Regions from separate parts of the Mus musculus genome. Here region 1 is linked to region 2. The links are chromatin contacts, called in public ChIA-PET maps. All regions are on one chromosome and are shown on one strand. Each heading gives the region's core, a stretch centred on a gene start, on an enhancer-like site or on the middle of the called end of the contact. The rest is flanking DNA. Distances are from core to core; before and after follow the strand shown.

Region 1 (3,504 bases), core at 166-2,665, 370 kb after region 2:
TGAGTGAGTGTGAGTGAGTGCTGCCACTTTGTGTGCATCAACTGCATCCACAGACGTCAGAGGATGGGGTGAGGGGACACAGCCCCAGGCAGAGTCCTGCTGCCGTGTGTTAAGTCACACGCTGGAGACAGTCACGTTCTTCTCACTAAACTCTGTATAGATGAGGATGGCCTTGAACTTCTGGTCCTCCCGCCTCTGCCTCCTGACTGCTGGGATTTCAGGAATATACCGATGTGCCTGGTTCCCCCTCCCTCCCTTTCTCCCTCCCTTCCTCCCTCCCTCCCTGTCTCCCTCCCTTATAAAGGACAACATGTAATTGGGGCTGGCTTGCACATGCCTGGTTTTGCTGTAGCGTTGACGATGGAACCCAGGGCTGCATGCATGCTGGGCGAGGCACTCTACCAACTGAGCTACATCTTTAGCTTGCTCTCACTAAGCTTTTGGAGAGATCATAATTTTCATGTTTAGACATAGTGGGTTTATCATATTTAGTTTAAATAATTACTTTATATACATTGAGTGTTTCACTCAGATGTATGTCTGTGCATGCATGTCTGTTGCTGGAGGTCAGAACAGGCACTGGGTCCCCTAGAACTGCAGCTCTGGCGGTTGTGAGTTGTGGTGAGGGTGCTAGGAATTGGACAAAGCTTCTGTAGCAGAACAACACATGCACTTGACTGTAAGCCATCTTCCCAGCTCTAGCTTGTTATATTTAAATGAATAAATAAAGGCGAAATAATTTTTCCTATAAACACTCCTTTTCTCCCTTACTTGCTCACTCTCTATGTAGTACAGACTGGCCTTGAACTTGTGATCCTCTTGCCAGACTCTCATATTCTAATGTTGTATATATCAATAGACAAAAGCTCTGTGGGGTCATCAGATGTTTAAAGACTGGCAAGGGGTCCTGACACAGATAGGTGTGAGAACTGCAGTCTGAGTGTTGTTAGCATAGAAGCTATTTGATGACTAAGCAGCACTCTAAGGGTGTCTTTGTGTGTTGTGCCAGCCATTTTTCTTGTGTGTGTAGTAACATTACAATCGAGGTGAAAATGATTGAGTGTTGCTCTTGGTCCTTCCCTCTATCAGTCCCTCCGTCCCTCTGTCCCTCCCTGCTGCCCTCCCTCTTTCCCTCCCTCCCTCCCTCCCTCCCTCCCTCCCTCCCTCCTTCACAGCCATCTCTGCACAAGGAGGGTTGCAGTTTTAATATGGTAGTAGCATAGCCAGGCCTTTCTGACAGTCTGAACAGCAGCAGAAGTGAAGAGCAGGAAAGATGGCCGGTGCCGCATAGTGGGAAGTGGTTGCCCTGCTGCCTTTTAGTGCGCAAGCAGGAGCAGCCTTCCTGGGCCGTGGTATCAGGTCTGCTTCTGGTTAAGCACAGATAAAACAGGCGTATCTGGGTGTGTATCTTGTCAAAGGGGACTTCCCCAGCGGAGAGCGTGTGTGGTTACTGAGCTTCTCTTTGTTGCCTCTACAGATCCTCTGTCTATGGGCCCTCAGAAAGCTCTGGAAACCATCGGTGCAAACCTACAGAAGCAGTATGAGAACTGGCAGCCAAGGGTAAGCCTTCTCCATTTGCCCTTCCTTTCAGTCATGGGTTGTGTGGTTTGAACTTGAGAGAGCAGTCTGGCTTCATCTCAGATCATCCAGTAAGAGCCTGCTCCTCCAGGCCTCTGTCACTGTCACTGTCAGCCTTTCCAGTGCAGTCAGTGGAGCTTGCGTGCTGCATCCAGGGTTCTGGTTATTTGGTGTAACTTTCCCCAAACTTTTAGAAAAGGTGTTCTTTATGGTACTCTTAAATCAAGGTTTTAATTTTGCATAGAAAATGAATTTTCAATAAATTTTCTACAGCATCTGCTAGATAGAGCTTTTCTGCCGTAAGCGTTCACATGTGGGGAAAGAGCGCCCAGCATTCAAAAGGGAGACACCTATTGTGAGTTCAGCTTTCATACAGAAGGTGAGGTTCCTCTTAGACTATGTGCCTTTGTTGCTTGTCTCTCAGAGTTTTTGCAGTGTGGGGTTTAAGGTCACACTGTCCAGGAGCAGTGTGGGATGGTTTTCACCGTCACACTGTCCACGAGTGACCTGAAGCCCATGTTCCTTTACCTTCCTCACTAACTGCTTTGGTGATTTAGTAAATTTAATGGGAAATTAGAATTTTGAGGTGTTGAAATAAATGCCTGAGTGTTCACCCTTGTGTGAAGTCAGGCAGGGTGAGCAAGCAGGTGACCCCGGCTGTGTGCCTGTGACTTTGTTTGACCCCCCCTCCCCCCCTTATGCTATAAGTAGAAGGGAAGCAAAGGATTCTTAGACCCTCACCACTTAACTCTTGCCTACCCAGGAGGCTGACTTGTGAACCGTTTATCCCCTATCAAGTCCATCCAGGAGTCTCTCGTACATTATTTGCATTCTTCAAGTAAGAGAATAGCCATGAATCAGACACCTGCTGTGGGCTTGAGCAGTGCTCTTGGTAGTTTATGCTGTAGTGTTTGCCTGTGAGGTGTCTTAAGTGTTGGGGGAGATTTCTTGGGTCTTTGTGCTTTACATTTGGGCTTTTCTTTTGAAGGCAGGTCCTCAGGGTTGTTTTGACACTTGTTGTAAAGCTTTGCCTTTGAAATCTGTTATTTTTGGGGTTTACAAGAAAATTCCAGAGAGTGTAGTGCATTTGGCAGTTGGGTGGGGATTGGAGAGTTACTGAGTGTATTAGTAGTTGAAGATGCTGGTGTTCCAAAGAAAGAATATCTTCTTTGAAGTTTTTGCAGGTGCCCAGTGTGTCAGCTGGTGGGCTAGCACTGGAGGGAGCATGTGTGGAGTGACATTTCTTGCTTCTGTGATATGCATGGAGAGGACATAAATTTGACTCAGCTGCGCCAACCTTTGCTAGGTCTTTTTTATACTTTTGTTTATTTGTTGAGGGTACAATGTACATTCAGATCTTCCAGTTGTATGTTTATAGAGTATTACTGAATAATAACAAAAAGAAATAAAAAGGAAAGAATAAGTCTGGTCCTGGTTTTTGGCACCAAATGAACGTGTAAAAGAAATGAAAGGAAAAGGAAGGGGACACGATTATTCCTAGGTCAGTGTAGAGGAAGTTTATCATAGGTAAATGTGCACAGAGAGAGGCAGGGGTGTGGGAGCTCACAGGCAGAGTCAGGGACAGCTGGGAGTTCACAGTGGACTCACCAGACTGAGCTGTGCCGTGTGCAGGGTGAGAGAGGGAGAGAGAAACCAGGTGCAGCTATCAGGAGGCCCAAACGTCACAAAGAGGGCATATAACCAAAATGGTTGGATTACATGGGGAAGAACAGCCCAGGCCTCTGGGCTGGAGAGTTCAGGGTAGGGGTCTAGGTATGCCTGCCTGAAGCAGGTAGAGACTAAGGGAGGTAGAGAGAACCTGGTGGCCAATGTCAGCTTTGATATGTAAAATAGGCACCTCAGCCATTTGTCCCAGGTTAGAAACCTAAGTTACCAGATTGCTTCAGATTTCTGACGTTCTTTCTC
Region 2 (3,711 bases), core at 314-2,813:
GCAGACATAATTTATACAGAAAAGATGTTGTTGGTTTGCTTTGGTGTGTGTGGGGGTGGTGGGGGGGTGGTGAGGGGTTGTTCAAGATAGGGTTTCTCTAAGTAACAGAGCCCTGGCTATCTTGAACTCACTTTGTAGACTGACCTCTGTCTCCCAAGTGCTGGGATTAAAGCTGTGAGACTGGCTTGTTGTAGTTTATTTTTACACTCTTTTAAGATGTAGCTAGTGACACTTGCCAGCTCAACACAGGACTTGTAATGCTATTCTTGGCTGCCAACTTGCCTACATCTGGGATTACCGAAAACCCAAGCTGGGTATCATTAAAAATGGGAGGGACCAATCTTCCTGGTCTAGTGAGTTCCAGGGCAGCTAGGGCTAGGTAGAGACCCTACCTCAAAACAACAACAACAACAACAATCCTGGCTTGGTGTGGCACACCTTTAACCCCACCATCTGGGAGGCAGAGGCAGGGAATCTCTGAGTTTGAGGCCAGCCTGGTCTACAAAGAATTCCAGGACGGCCAGGGCTCCAAAGAGAAAGTCTCAAAAAAAAAAAGGAAAAAAGAAAAGGACAGAAACAAAAAGACAAAGCTCATTTGGCCTCCCTTAAATGCTCCTAAACACACACCAGCAGCATGACCGACCATTCACTCAAAAAAAAAAAAAAAAAAAAAAAATCCAGCTCCAACTCAACGACAACATCAGCATCTCTCTTCTACAGTCCGGCCATCACCCCCGCCTCCTCTTCTAACTCCAAATCCAGACACCAAGATAAACTTTCAAACTGTAAGCCCGATCCTGTCAATTTTGCTTAGAGCCCTGCAGTGGCTTCCAGCGGTATTTAGGAATGAATCTCAAAATCTTTACCCAGGCGTTTAAAACATGACAGGGGGTTCTTTTTCTGTTCCTGGCACAGGTCTGGCCATGGCTTCGAGAAGCCAGGGTCACCCTGGTGATTATGAACGCCTCTGGGAGCTCTCTCTCGGCTCTTTTAACTGTCCCCTACCAATCTACCTACTCTACCCAGCTGCTCATTCTCTTGTTTTCCCAATTCCCACCGCCTGAAGCACTTTGGCTTCGTGTTTTTCGCCTCCCTAGAAAGCTTTAAACTCCCTAAGGCGAGAACCCACCAGACTTAGAGCCGCGACTTCCCCATCAAAGCTCGGGGCACCTCGGGGGACACACATGGCGATCCGCTCGCTACACGAGCCACTGAAGAGCCTGGCTGACTGCAGCCCCGGGGGAGCAGGCCGGAGCTCTGGGGCGGAGCCGCTCGTCGCCGCCGGGCCTAACCCCGTCCTACCGGGGCCCGGCCCCCAACCTCCCCCGCCTCGAGGCCCGCGCCCCACCGTAGGCGTAGATGCCGCGCAGCAGGTCCTCTCGCAGGCCCATGGTGTCGAACGTGGGGGTCACGTCCACCTCCTCGCTCGTCTCGAACTCCACTTTGGTCATGTCCTCCTCTTTGAGCAGCCGCTTCCGCGCCGAGCCAGACGTCGCCATCGTGGCGTTAGCCGCCATGATCCGGATTCCGCAGAAAGACAACTGCAAGCCGCGGCGGGAACCGGATGTAAGGCGCGCGCCGCCGGCCCGGTCGGGAGGAAGTGACGCGCCGCAGCGCCGCGGAAGAGCGTCAAGAGGGGCGGAAGGCACGGCGCTCCAGGTCTCGCGATATTCCGCGCTCCGCGGGATTCGGCGAGAGGCTGGGCTTGCCGTCGCTAAGCGCCTGCGGCTCTCCGTACTCTCGGCTCCTTGGATGTCCGCAGCCGGCTCGGGATAGGGATGTGGGTCTCTGGGAGGAGCAAGACGGACGCCAGGGTGTCCCCGAGGGTACGGGGCAAGGGAAGATGGCACCGCCCGATGGGCTCCGCGCTCCTTCGCAGCTGACTGCGTTGCCATGGCAACCGCAGCGCTAAGCGGCGGGAGAATCAAGCTGCTCGCCCGGGGTGGCTGGGGAAATCAGTGGGGACCGAGGGGAGAGCAGGGGCCGCCTAAGCTGCCATCACATCTGAGAATCCTTCAGAGCCGCTGACCCCAGTCACTCTGAAGAATCCTGATTTTCAACGTAGGCTCCACAAGGGCTTTGCTCCTTACTGGGGCACGTCTGTCTGTCTGTTTTGTTTGTTTCTGAGGGTGGATCGAGCCGTACCCCGAGTTCTAGCAAACATTCATTTGCACTTGGCCTCTTTCCTTTTTTCTGCTTTTGAGGAAAGATGACTAAATCGTTAAGAGCCGTTACTCCTCTTCCAGGGAACCTTGTTATGCTCCAGCGCTTAGACCGTGTGACTCACAACAGCCTGTCTTCCCCAGCTCCAAGCGATCCAGTACTTCTGGCCTCTGTGGGGGCCACACTCACACAAACACACACTAACACAAATCTTTTAAAGCTACTATAAGAAACCTCATTTTGTGTAGATATGTTTCGTTATAACCAGATTATCTTTTCATGGAGAAGTTGTGGGTTGCAGTATGTCCGCCCAAAAATAAATAAATAAATAAATAAATAAATAAAACAAGTTATCACCTCCTTCCCTAGAGAGCTCTGCTCTTGCTCTGGTATCAGGATTTGTCCAGACCAGGTAAACGATTGAAGACACAGAGCTGGCCACCCTTCTGGGACTAAACAACTGAGTTCCAAGTTCTCTTGCCTTCTCACTCCACAAGGATTTATTCCTGGTGCTCATGCAGTTTGGCAAGCCTGACTTTAAGGGTGGTTTTGCAATCTCTGCTGTAAAGTACACGTGGATTTTAATGACCTCCTAAGAAAAGAATGGAAAGTCTCCATTTCATACTGCCTGTTGAAATGAGTCTAATTATAGTTTGGGGATACTGTTTAAAATGCAGCTTAATTGCACTGTTTGTTACTTCATCAGATGTAACAACTAAAAAGGGCTTTATTGTGTTCCTATTGGGCCACTCTGCTCACATATCTTTGCCTATTGTGTCTGCGTATATTTGTGTATGTTCCTATGGTATGTGTGAGGGGGCAGACCCGTGCTACAGATGCAGATGCAGAGGTCGGGGGACAAATGTGGAGAGTGTGTTCTTTTCTCCCACCTTTAGTGAATTCCAGGATCAAACTCACTGGGGTCATCCCTTAACACAAGCTGTCTTCCCACCTTGCTGTAATTTCTTAGAGTACCCAAGTGATTTGAAGACCTTGGTTTTCTGTAAATCAGTAAGCAGCTGTAATCTATCAGTTATGAACAGTATGCCTTTGTCACTTGCCTTGTTAAAAGTATCTGGTCGACTTGGTTACATTGTATTTTATGCATAAATATCCACGTAAAAGCAACAGTCAAGACTAAGGTGGTGTGTATATACCCTGTGACCCCAGCACTTGGGTGGTGGAGGCAGGAGTGCCCAGAGATTGAGGCCAGAATGGCCTAGGTAAAGACACCGTCTTTATCAAAACAAACCACAGTAAGGGCTAGAAGGATGGCTCAGCGGTTAAGTGCACTTGCGGCTCTTGCGGACGCAGATTCAGTTCCCAGCACGGCTTTCATATAACTTAACCAGTTCCAGGGGACCTGATGCCCACTTCTGACTTCCAAAACCACCTGTATGCATCTGGTCCACACACATGCACTCATCATGCAACTGACAGCCCTGTTTGACAATCTACAACTCCAGCGCTTAAGCTGACAGATTTTGTTTTGTTTTGTTTTGAGACAGGGTTTCTCTGTGTAAGGACTCTGGCTGTCTTGGAACTCAC

The links. ChIA-PET counts read pairs in DNA pulled down with a chosen protein or histone mark.
Region 1: a contact with region 2 is called in an RNA polymerase II ChIA-PET map of memory CD8 T cells, with 69 read pairs. The contact joins the enhancer-like site here to the promoter of Eif4a3 in region 2. A contact is called at or near these places in 2 of 39 promoter capture datasets (cranial neural crest and liver) and 3 of 115 datasets of contacts at active chromatin or transcription factors (effector CD8 T cells, memory CD8 T cells and pancreatic cancer cells).

Annotation. Positions count from the first base shown.
Region 1 is chr11:119,669,801-119,673,304 of GRCm38.p6, forward strand. It overlaps Rptor (regulatory associated protein of MTOR, complex 1), which reads left to right. Exons shown (of 34, transcript NM_028898.3): 3 at 1,478-1,560. Among named protein-coding and RNA genes, the nearest start is that of Rptor, 69 kb to the left of the region's middle. Within about 2 kb of position 1,416, at least 80 of the 459 cell types and tissues checked have an H3K27ac peak or open chromatin away from gene starts, as enhancers often do. A contact at or near this core is called in effector CD8 T cells and memory CD8 T cells, where this site is marked.
Region 2 is chr11:119,298,480-119,302,190 of GRCm38.p6, forward strand. It overlaps Eif4a3 (eukaryotic translation initiation factor 4A3), which reads right to left and starts at 1,564. Exons shown (of 12, transcript NM_138669.1): 1 at 1,349-1,564. The coding sequence starts at 1,517.